2 separate regions of the Gossypium hirsutum genome follow, and region 2 is linked to region 1. The links are chromatin contacts, called in public Hi-C maps. All regions are on one chromosome and are shown on one strand. The core of a region is the stretch at or near the end of the contact, and the rest is flanking DNA. Distances in the headings are between cores, read along the strand shown.

What was found. A called contact is a pair of places that touch in the nucleus more often than the background predicts.
Region 2: a contact with region 1 is called in a Hi-C map of leaf, with 2.0 times the contacts expected there. The contact joins the promoter of LOC107910596 here to the promoter of LOC107910181 in region 1. A contact is called at or near these places in 2 of 34 Hi-C or Micro-C datasets (both in leaf).

Annotation. Positions count from the first base shown.
Region 1 is chrD02:36,993,079-36,999,452 of Gossypium_hirsutum_v2.1, forward strand. LOC107910181 reads left to right here and starts at 1,615. Exons shown (of 4, transcript XM_016837960.2): 1 at 1,615-1,905; 2 at 2,595-2,798; 3 at 3,866-5,887; 4 at 6,107-6,374. The coding sequence starts at 1,869.
Region 2 is chrD02:37,336,315-37,342,822 of Gossypium_hirsutum_v2.1, forward strand. It overlaps LOC107910596 (protein NO VEIN), which reads right to left and starts at 5,074. Exons shown (of 13, transcript XM_016838482.2): 1 at 4,493-5,074; 2 at 3,399-3,733; 3 at 2,030-2,684; 4 at 915-1,019. The coding sequence starts at 5,014.

The DNA of each region.
Region 1 (6,374 bases), core at 365-2,864:
TTTGAAAAAGCTTGAGCCATTTTCACTTGGAAAGTGTTGTTGTTTTTAATAAATGAATTGTTTTTGTCTGTTAATCTCTAACAATGGATTCGTTTTTCATTTTTGGGTTCTTTTTTAATCTGTTTAAATTTATTTTTTTTGAAAATATTTATGTATCTTTATTTTTTTTAGAATTAGGATTCATCATTTGTAAATTTTGAGGATTATTTTTTGAAATTATGACTAAATTGATATAATATGTAAAAATTAAAAGCTAAATTTATTATTATACTAATTTTTTAATTACCATGTCACCTTGCAATTAACAAAAATGGATAATAAAAACAATCTTATTAGTTGGATAACCAATTTTAGAAAAGTTATAATTGGGTGAGAAAAAAATAAATTTATAATTGCGTGATCAATTTTAAAAAATTAATAATTGAATGATTAAAATAGAAAATAGCCCATAGTTGGATGACTTGTAGTATAGTTTACCCAATTTTCTTTCGTCTGACCCCGCGTGGGAAAAGGAGACGTCAGTCAAAGAATGGGTAGGTCCACGTGCAACCATAGTTTTAATCACCTGCTACAGCTACTACCTTACATCTTTCACTTCACACTCTTCAATTATTACACTCCATTTAATTTTAGATTAATTAAATTCCCGTTTTGCTATCAAATTAATAAATTCATGTATCTCAGTCTAGCTCATAGATTTAGATGAATTTTTTTAATATAAAATTTTCGGTTTTCAAACTCACATATTCGGGTTGAAATTATATATATATATTTCAAGCGCGCATATATTCAAGTAGGTTAAAAATATTAGTTTCACTCAAACTATCTATTTTTATACATATATATTTTATGAAACCATTAGAGTCTCTCTACTCCCTCCTTCATAAATTAATCTTTATATTTTAGATGGAGTAATATAATTCATCAATTAAATTAAATTTTTAAATGCTGATTTTGGCATTTTATATATAAAGAATAATAATAAATTTAGTTTATTGACATTTTTATTCAATTGGCCCTTATTTTTTTATTTAAAATATATTGACCCTCAATCTTTACTATTCTATCTTATATAAAACAGAATCAACAGATAACTTATAAATTATTAAAATTTTGAAAAAAATCATAAATAAATAGTGATAAAAAAGAATTACAAAAGTTTTTCATTATTCAATGAAAATTCTAAAAATAAAAATGCACAAGAGTGACATGTTAGTTGAAATGTTGAGAGTATGGATTAAATTTAATAAAGATGTAACCCCCAAATAAGCATTTAACTTTAAAGTACAATTTCTTATCTGATTGCTCTCTATCCATTATTATTAATAATTTTATTTTAACAACTGTCGATCGAATTAAAGGATTTGTTTTAGTGTTTTTTTATAATTATAAATTTTTTAAAATTTTTTTTATTTCGTTCTTCAATAAAAAGGTCCACTTTTGAGTTCAAAACTTTAAAAGTACAATTTTGACGATATCTTTTCATCAGATGTATGCAATCCATTTGCCATTTTTTTCAATAAAAAATCCCAAATGAAATATAGGATAGACTACTATACTACTTTTACCACAAAACCTACTATATTTTCAATCATTACATTCTAATATTATTATTTTAATATTTGGATTGGCCAAAAAAAGAACCCAACTCATTTTTTTTGTAAAATGAGATGCATTCAACTGAAATGGGATTGGATTATGTATTCACTTTCACATTACTTACTTCATACAACTTTCATTAATAAGTCAATCTCCTCTCTTCTTGCCTTAAAATCAATTTCTTCTCTCTTTTTCTTCCTCACTGTTTCTCTGTATTTTCTCATATCTAAACACTCTCTACTTTTTGCTTCTTCTTCATCTCTTTTGTTATGGATAATCAAGGCCATGGAAAGAATCGATCCTCAGGTTTTTCTTTTTTCCTTTCCTTTTTTTTCTTCAAAATTTTTAATGATTTTTATTTTTTATTTAATAATTTTCTGGGCTTGTTGAAGTTGTCTGTTTGTCTTTCCCGTGTTTTCTTGTTTATTACAATATATGTATAAAAACTTTTGTTTTTGTTTTCATGGATGATGGATATATCATCATTTTCTAGGCTGGTTAAAGTTGTTTGACTTTTTTTTGTCCTGGAAAAAGATTACCAACTTTCTGGGCTTTCTTGTTTCTTTTATATAAATAATTTTTTCAATGGAAATGAAGTGAAATTAATGGCAGATTGAAGAAAAAGTTATTCTAGTTTCTTTCATAAGAAACAAGAAAGTCCAGAAAGTTGGTAATGTTTTCCCGAAAAAAAAAAGTCAAACAACTTTAACCAGCCTAGAAAATGATGATATATCCATCATCCATGAAAATAAAAACTAAAGTATGTATGTATGTATGTATGTATGTATGTATGTATGTGTTGTTTTTCTTTTCCCTCTGGTTTCTAAACTAAAGAATATCTTTCCTTCATTTTTATGGTTTTTTTTTAAAAAAATTCTGATTATATATTTTCTCAATACTTCCGATTGACGATTTTTTTTCCTCAGAAACCGATTTCGATTTTCTCCATTTTTGTTGTCATTCCTAATTGAATGTACGGATTTTGGTGAATCCAGTTGAGGCGAAGATTATGGAAAGGCGTGGTTGGGAGAAAAGTATCAGAGGAGTCGGAGCAATGTCGAATAGATCAGAAATAGAAGTATTTTCGGATGCGGCAACGGAATTTCATGATGGCGAATTAGGTTGGAGTACGGATATTGTCAGCCAAGCCGACAAGGATCTTGCTTCCGCCATTTCTTTCAAAGATTGTGAAGATTTCGGTAATTCACAATAAATCTCTATTACCACTTTTTGATGTTGGACTTGGATTTGGCTACAAGTGTCGGATGGAGGAATTTTGGAAGTTACTCCTTTATGCCCATGTCTCGATACTAGAGTATTTTTAAATGTGACCCCTTTATATACATGTGTCAATGCATATATCACACAAAGAAAATTTGAAGTATCCATATTCGGATAAATGCTCGAATCTATTGCGAACAATGTCGATACTATGTAGGCTAATACTCATATTATTTTATTAGTAATGTTTTGCTCGTTATTCGGAGAAGCGTTAGGTATGGTTATGTGCCTGATGTAAGTATGTATATCCGATTTAACCATGTCTAGAAGAAGTTGCTCGTACTTTAATTCAGTTTGGATTGCGGTTTTTTCTGAACCAGTTTACGTCTACTTATCATAAAGTTTTGCATTAGAATTTACTGCTTTGTGTGATTAAGGCTAAGTTGTTTGAATTTTTTAATTTTCTCAAAGAATCCATGGCTGATGTATATCTGGAAATGAGTATGGGATATGATGTTCCAAGAATCCTCCAAATACGTAGAGATCTTGGAAAGAAGTTGAATACTCATGTTAGATACATACCAATAGGGTGAGCAAAAATCGGTTATAATAGACCTAATTGACCCATTCTGTTAAGTCGGCGGTTATGGTCTCACAGTTAAGATGGTTAGGTTAGTGAGTTATCGGTTATTAAAATTCATACCTAAACCAATCAACTTAGCCGAATTAATATATATATCATTTTTATTTATTTCTATAATATATAAAAAAATTAAGTTATTCGGTCTGTTCGATTAACATTGAAGGTTGTTGGTTAAGTTCAAAAAACCGACCAAACTGATTGATAAAACCAAATACTCACCCCTACATACCAATGTCCTCACAACCGAGCATATAATGAGCTAAACTTGCCAAACTGTAGCACAGATATAAAAGAAATGAAATTCTGATCAAGTTCAAAGTGATTTTTGGGTATCGGTTGAGGTGGTAATACAACATTACTTTTGATCTAGTTTTAACAATTTGGTTTCATTTACATATGCAGATATCCTTCAATCACCACGGAATTCAGTTGATGGAAGCCAAAATGAAAATCCTGTTCCAAAAAGCATGCCTGTTCTGCCAGTGGGCACATCCGGGCACCATGATGTTGGTTTGAGCTATAGTAAAGATTCCGAGGATAAAAACAGCTCTGCTAGTGATGTGGTCTCAATCGAAACGGAAACACTAAAGGGTATCTCTGAAGAGAGTAGGAAAGTCAATGCTGGTGTTAGTGTAGCAGCTTGCTCTGTTGGGCAAGCAACTGATGCCAATGAGAACGAAGGAAGCAAGTTTAACGAAAACCTATCGAGTGCCTTGGTTTTGCCTAGCAAACATGCTGGCAAAATATCTGAAACAGAATCTATCTCGGAAACGAGACTGGACGAAACTTCAGATATGTCTTCTAAGACATGCATGAGTGGAAACGGTGAGCATGAGACTGATGGAAAGGGAAACCCTGGAATTAGTTTTGAAGAAAATTTAATGGATGCAGGTCTGAAATCCGAAAATGCTGAGGATTTAATTTCAGAGACTGTTTTGGCTGACAAAATTGTGGAATTAGAGGAAAATAGTGACAATTTGGCTCTCAACATGGTCATTGATGATCTTTCGTCCAAAGCTGAATCTACAAATTATAAGAATGTGTCTACGGGTACCTTTGAATTACAGACTGATGCAGCACACGGTACAGACTCTTCCATTGATGTCGATTCAAATGAGGTCAATGAAAAAAAGGAAAAAAAAAAAGAAAGTGGTTATGTGCTCTGCAGTCCTGATGATATTCCTGTTGTAGATGATGCTGAAATCAAGCTTGAAGGTTTTAAAGATCATACGAGAGTGAATTTACCTCAATTGGAGACCTTAGCTTCTAAAGAAATAATTGTTGATAAGGAAGACGAAGTCAAAGACCATGTTTCACAGGAGAAGTCTGATACATTTGTGTCTAATCCAATGGATGAAGAAATCGCTATTGAAGATAGCTATAAACTTAGTGGAAATAATGAAGCTATCATTGAAGAAGTGTTCGTGATTGGGAATGCTGATGTGATTCAGATCGATAGAGCGTCCGATGCATTAGTTGATGCTGATACAACTGAGAATGAGAAGGATCGGGTAGTCCAGTCTCTCAAAGAACAGCAGCTGCTCAATGTTGCAGATGAGTTAAATAAAGGGTCCAATGTGTTGTCTCCTCTTGACGCTGATACAACTGAGAATGAGAAGGATCAGGAAGTCCTGTCTCTCAAAGAACAGCAACCGGTCTATGTTGCTGATGATTTGCAAAGGATGGGATTTCAAGGAAGCATGCTAAATGATGTACCTGATGTGAAACCTATGGTTACAGATGCTGATGTAGAGGCTGGAAAGTTAAACAATGTTGTTGGAGATGAAAATTATGTGAAAAACATGAGAACATCATGTGAATCAACGGATAGTTCTTCACTATTGCATGCTAATCAAGCATTTCATTTACTTGAAGTTGAGGACACTGATGATATTGGGACAAGAAAAACTGAAAAATCTGACATCAATGAAGTTGAAAGTGGAGAAGGACCGGAGGAGGGATATATTTCTACAAAGATGGACTCTACATCCGAATCGACTAGCACTCATCACCAATCTGCTATTGTCACCGAGGAAGTGAATGAGACTGAAGGCCTGCAGTCAGATAGTGTTTCTAACAGTGAAGATTACAAAAAGGAACCTGAAATAAGTAAGGGTAACAAAGTACATGGAGAGTGTGCAGCCGAAGATCTTATGGCTTCTGCCGTAGACAGTAGTGAACGAAATGAGTTTGAGAGAACATCAGTCAACCAGTTGAAAAAAGAGTTGGTACATTCTGGTCCTGTCAATGATAGTCATAACAGAGAGTCCGGAGTGGCTGCTTCTCAGGCTAGTGCTGCAATTTTGCAAGGGGAAGTCAAAAATGGATCTTCTAAACCTCAACTCAATACAACTGTAGGCGATTTTTTGATTGAATCAAATAGTCAAACTGATAGTTTGGAAGGCCACTGGGGATCTGTTTCAGGTACACTAGCATCTCGTCTGACTTAACTTACCATTGATGAATTTATATGAAGTTAAGAACTGGTTTGATCTTATAATTACTTTCAGGTATAATAATCAGATATATGAAAGAACTTAAAAAGAAATGAATGTTTTCACATCAGACTCCTGACTTCGAGTGACATTGATAATTCTAATCCAAGAACTAAGTGGATTTCTTGTTTTTGTGCATGGAGAACAGTTCTTTCAACCCAATCTGATAACCAGGCTGCCATGGACACTGAAACTTTACCATCAACTGGATCACAAGCACTTTCAGAAGCAGAGAAAGCCAACACAAAGAAGTCAAAACTGGCATCCAAAGAACAACATTTCAATAAATCCGACGAATTTGAGCCGCCGTCTTTCATGACATTGGTTGAAGGTAGAGGCAGTGACCAAAAAGCTGCTGCTGTTTCTGAAGCCCTAACAGGTGGAAACCCGAGAGCTGGCTGGTTTCCTTCACTTAC
Region 2 (6,508 bases), core at 3,824-6,323, 350 kb after region 1:
GAATAGAGAGTGATCTAATCACCATGACTAGATCACTATGTTTGGTAGTAACTAGGGAATCCTAAATGGCAGTAAGCATAGATCACCTAGAGTGATTAGATTGCTACCTTGCAAGTTAATTTTAGATCCCATACAAAAGGGTGGAGATGTTCTATCATGGGGAAAAGTAATCTTCAAAATCAATTTAGGGAAAATTTACCATCAAAGTGGTGCCAACCAAAATGCAGTTCTCTCCTAATTTTAGTTTTTTAAAGCAAATTTCCACTTTTTAATCATTTTATACAAGACAACTATTGTAGCTCTTAACTGTGAACAAGTCAATAACTTTGAATTATACTCATTGGAACTGGTTAATACCTTAAAATTTTCACAGAACAATGAACTCTTGTTTTTAAAATTGTTCATTCAATAAAAATTGAAAATTCTGCTTCCTTTTAATTAATCTTATTAATGGTAGTGAGGTTATTTTGTGTTAAATCGTTTCTAGGCAATATCAAACACAAAGATTTAATGTCACCAGTGATTGCACCAAGACCTTACCTTTCGAGCTTTCTTATGCCAACTACCTTTTAAGGCATAAACCCTAGGCATCAAAGTTAAGTGTCTCAATAAAAGGTGCCTCAACTGAAGGGGTTGAAGAAGCTTTTACTAAGTAGGGATGAAACTTGGCACCTAGGTAAAAGCCTCAATCATATGAAAATAGATTTTTCCAGGACAAGGTAAAAACAGGAGTATGATTTACTATGCGATTGTAAGAAAAAAAATATTATGCAATATGCAGATGCTCTTCAAGTCCCCAAAAAAAAAAAGAAAAAACAAAAAAGAAAAAGTAACAGTGAGGATGAGAGGAGCTTTTACTAGTTTTGCAGCAATTAGCACAGCTTACTGCAATCAGCTAAGCAAATTAGACTTACAGCAACATTTAGTAATCCAATAAATGGATAAGAAGAAAGCATTGACTTCATTTTCTTCCTCTTCTTTGCTGTTGAGCTGTAAAAGCAAAGCATTCTTTGTAGAACCTATGAATAAATCAGAATTGAAAATGAACATCATATTAAAGAGTGAATAAAACAAACGAAAAATATTCAATGTCCAATATCATGTAGTTAACATTCAGAATTATACAAGTACTCATGAGAATTGGAAAGGCTTGGAGCTCAGTGCAATTGTTAAAATCCTAGGATTATAAATTGAAATTATTAAAATTCTTCATCCTGGATTCATGTATTTGAATATATAGTTGAGATCCTAATATTATAAAGTTAAGTAAAAGAAGTGAGGAACTGCAAATAAGTAACAAAGCTGAAAATGGTGCACTCCTCTGAATTGAAGTGCAAGTGCAACGTATGTAAATATTCTACAAGGGGTATAACTTCATTTTTAATGATTTCTGAGATACAACTTGAGTGATGGGTAATTTTTCTAATTTTAAGAGACAAAACTAATAAGGAACATCTAAAGTTTCATTAAAAGAGAATCCAACAAGCACATTACATTTAGAAGACAAGAAAATTGCCATGACTAATTACAACCATAACTTGCAATTTAAATATTTGCAGCAGAGAAGCATGAACATAGAAGAATAGACACAGCAAGTTCAAAACGCTTATCAAATTGAAAAGAGACAAAACAGAGGAAACACTAGATGAGATCTCTAATTAAAAGTTCCATGGATAAAATGACTACTACGACACAAGACAAGCAAACACAATAGACAGGTCATACAGTGGACTAGGGGCCCTCTTCAAATAATCACATTGCTCATTCTTTAACATCACATAGTGGTGCAAGTTGAGGTGCAAACTTTTTAGCACTCCTTTAATATCCTCTCTCAAGTGAATAGACACTGTTTAAGTTTTAATCCTTCCATGTCCCTAAACCTACAATCCATGATTTCACAATCCTAGTGCACCATATGTCTAGGCAGATTCTTTTGAAATATTGCAGATTCCTCAGGAAGAGACAACTAATTGTATTGGGATGGAGAAACAAAAATAAACCACTAAACTATTTTAAAGAGTGAACTAACCTCTTCCATTGTGTGCTCCCTACATGCCTCCTTCCAGGTTGTGATGAATGTCTTCATCAAGTTATTAGAGAGCAAAATATCAGCTTCATCTAAACTACTAAGGTCTTTGGATTGATTTCCATTTTCATTTGGAATAGTAGCTTGCTTGAGTCCATCTCTTCTGCTTAGCTTAGGTGGTCTAGAGATGGAAGGACTGGGACTATCAATTTTTCTTTTCCTTTTGTATGGCCCTGTACAGTCATTGCGCTTTGAGCTAGCAGTAGCAGGAGAAGGTTTAGGCATTCTATCTTTCAAGCCAAGCCTTATCAACTCTTCTGCTGCAGAAGGGTAAGGACAACTACTAACCCGATCAGAGCTACTAATAACTTCTGATGGCAACTCTGAGTCACTGCCTTCATCATTGTCATTCCTTTCATGTTCATGAGCACTGTCACTGGCATCTTCCTCCTCTGTGCTTGAGGAATCAAATCGTATATGCTTGCCACAAAAATCCTTGTGTACTGACATAAATGACTCAACTTGCTGTGATATGTTCATATATCGTTCTTTTAGCTTAAGACCCTTGCAATGTTTTCTTAGCTTCAGCCCCTTTTGGCATTTCTTTACCTCAAAGTCTCTCTTTCCCTCAGCCTTCTTGATAAAACTAGTATACATCCTATGATCACAACAGTAACAATTTCAATATACTATAATATCAGATTTGCTGTCAAATTAGGATGTGGTCAGTGAATATGACACTATAAGATGTGGTAGGCTATCAGAAGTTGACTTCATAAGGTAATGTATTCAAATGAATGATGTTAATGCCCAATTAAGCCTTAGAAAAAGATTATAGGATATCAGATAGAAACTGGAAAGAAACAAAACATGTAACAATTCACCAAAAGGATATCATACAGAGAGTAACATAAAATTAATCATGCAATAAACAAATTATAGGATGTCATATAGAAAGAAAAAAGAAACAAACCATGAAAGTAACATTAGGTTTTTAATTTAAGAAGAAAGTTCTTAAAGTGTAATAGATTTGTAAGCTATGAAGAAAAAAAAGCCAACTCCGCTTCTGTTAAGGATAACGATAAATTATTTTATTACTGTATTAATGAAAATTTTATCAGGTCATAATTATCTAAAATGTGCCTTTGAAGCAACAACCAAGACATTGGAGGTTGTAATCTATAAGCATTATAAACTAATTTTTGAGAAAACAACGCCACATCCCTAAAAGCAAATACCAAAATCAAAATTAGCCATGTTTGTTCGAAACTGTTCTATGAAGTTCTCAAGGCACTGGTTTCTATCAGTGCATCAGACTTTTCCTACTTCTTTCTTTCTAGTTAAAGGAAGTACAGAGATATGGAATACATACGCCAAGCTCCGAATACGCACACCAAGCTTTTCCTTGCTTGTGGCAGCTTGCTTATCAGCAACAAACTCCAGAAATTCATCAATAAGAATTTCTTGATTTTTGTGGCCGTCAATGAATTCATGGATGTGAGCAATTATGTCCTCACTTGTTATTTTAAACACTTCTGTACAATTTTTAACTGAAAAATAACGCAAGATAAGTGGATGACGAAGCAAAGGGCCAAGCTCCAGCTTCTCATATGTCCTAACACCCTCATTCTCACATATTGCCAGCTCCAACTCATACAATGTAGTAATTCTTCGTACTCCAGCAAAACATTGGATAAATGCATTTACCTAGAAAATAGATGAAGAAAGCAAGAAATTAGAAAAAGAATAAAAAAAGAAAGAAAAATAACCATTATGTTTCAAATAATATATAATTTAGCCTTCATTTGGCATCTTGCACCGATAAAAAATGGGCAGTAGAAAATTTCAATTTGTCTACTACACATGAAAAGCTCCTTTCCATGTAGATAGCGAAATATGCCCTGCCTGTCCCCTTGAAAGGAAAAACTAAGAAACACCAGTTATTTAAGTCAGTAATTCCAACTTTCTAATGAATGTCTTCAACTCTCAGAATACAAAAAAAAAAAAACCAGCCTTAAGGCTTTGTTTAGCGTGTCTGCTACTTACGTTTCCACAGTTGCTTGCTTGTAATTAAACAAAAGAAAATTGTAAAAATGCAAGATTTTAACTGATTAAAAATAATAAAAAAAGGATCAAAATATTAAAATGCTATACCCCTTCTGGCATAACTATTCTAATCCAAAGAAAAACATGCATTTCATTCTGCAAAGATTATTGGCATCATATCTTTTGACTCTTCAGAAGTATTCTTTGCTTTCTGGTTCAAACATGCTTTCTATATCTCTTTGAGAAGTATGATTTGAACCCTAATCTTATAAAAATCATTACCAGCAACAATAAGCAAAGCATCCAAATGTCCCTATTCCATCAAAGGATTTCAACATTCTTATAGCCACTAAAATTGCAAAATACATGTATTAAGCATGTATGTATATAAAAGATATATCATCTGTGTATTGTAATTACCCTTCCTTCAATGGCCATAAGCCTTTGAAGAGACGGAATCCCCTGCATGTCCAATCCTAACGAGCTCCATGAGTCAGCCTGCAGGGCTACCAAGGCTGCCTCCGAAACTTTCCATGCCGTAACACTATTTCCGGTAGCAATAAGCTCACGCCACGCCTGGTTCACAGCCTGGTTTGCTCTTTCCTGGACTTCCTTCGGGACTTGGCCAGAGGCGGCGCTGCCTCTATGGTTGTGGAGCTGACTTTGGCTGCTGCTGGGGTTATTGACCTGTTGTGGTTGTGGTTGGGGGATAATAGAGTTTTGAGGAAGGGAATAAGCATTAGAGTTTTGGAAGAAGAAATTGTTAGGGCTTTGTTGCAGAGCAAAGTTTGGTTGGACTGGAGTTATAAGGGCCTGGAGGAATTGGAGAACGTTGGGGTCTTGGAGAGCGAAGTTTGGATTTGAAGGTTCGAATGGTGGTTGAGATGGAGGATGGCCGCCAGGGGGGCGGAAGGGACGGTGGCCGTTATGGCGACCGCGCATCTTGAAAGGAAAGAAGGATGTAGGTTTAGGGAGGGATTAGCATTGTCAGCTTTGCGTATTATATACTGTGACGATTTATTTGGATTTTTATCTTAGAATTCTTTTATTTTCGTATTCACTTAAATTAAAACTATTTAAAAAAACAAAAAAAAAAGTCATACATAAGCTATTAATTTCATCAAAATAGGATATCATTCAATAAAAACATGATAGGGTAACATGCTCTTAGACATTATACACTTTTTGAGATAAAATTAACATTTTAAATTCTACTTTTGAATAAAAAAACTTTAAATATCTAAATGAAAAACAATATAATTTGGAATCGACATTTTATATTCAAACTCGAGTAAGATAAAAAGCATTCGGTAAAAGTAACTTTGTTTTTTTACTATTCAACTATAAAAATATATGGAATAGTCCAAAAATTCTATTTAAAAACCAATCATTTCAATTTTATGCACTCAATTGAACCCTAAACTTATAAAATTGATCCACATTAACACCATTGATGATGTGGTAGTACCACATCAACAAAAAATACAAAAAAAATAAAATTTAAAAAAAAAATATTTTGAAAATTCAAGTAAAAACAAATGGTTGTCCATGTTCATTCTAAAATTAAAAAAAAAAAACCCATAAGAATGGCTTAATGGTATAAAAGGGACTCGAAGAATTTCAAAAAATCAAAAAAGTCCCTCCTAACTTTTTACATCCAATTGAACCCCTAAACTTACAAAATTGACAAATTCAGCTCTTTCATTGATGTTATAAAAATTACAAAAACCAAAATTTTAAAAAACTATTAAAAAATATTGATCAATTAGTAAATTATAAAAAAATCCAAATTTTGTAAAAAAATTTCCTTAAAATAAAAATAATTAAAAATTATAAAAATAGAAAAAAAATATACGTTTATAAAATTTTAAAATTTATAAAAAAAATCATTATACGATTTTTATAAAATTTTATATTTTTATCATTTTTATAATTATTTTTATAAATATTATCAATATTGAATTTTTATAATTTTTATGATTTTTTATAATTTCAAAATGAATATGGATAAATGGGTATCCAAATTTATCTGACAATCATTTGTCTAGATTCTTTCTGAACTTGAAATTTAATATTTTTTTTTGAAAATTTTGATTTTTTTTACTGATGTGGCATTGATACTAAAGTGGACCATCACGTTAGTACATGTTGGCTAGCTTAGCAGCCATAAATGGTCACGTAAAGACTCCGTTAGAAATTAACAGTCAAAGTTAGTCAAAAGGTCAATTTAATCAAGTTTGTAAGTTTAGGAACTCAATTGAATGCAAAAACTTAAAAGGGTTAATTGATTTTTTTTTAATTCTTCAAAGCCCTTTTCTACCATAAGCCTAAGAAAATTTATAGAAATTATTAGAAAAAAGTAAAAATTATTTTAAAATTTCAAAATTATTAAAAATTCCCTTAAAAATAAAAGTAATTAAAAATTATAAGAAAACA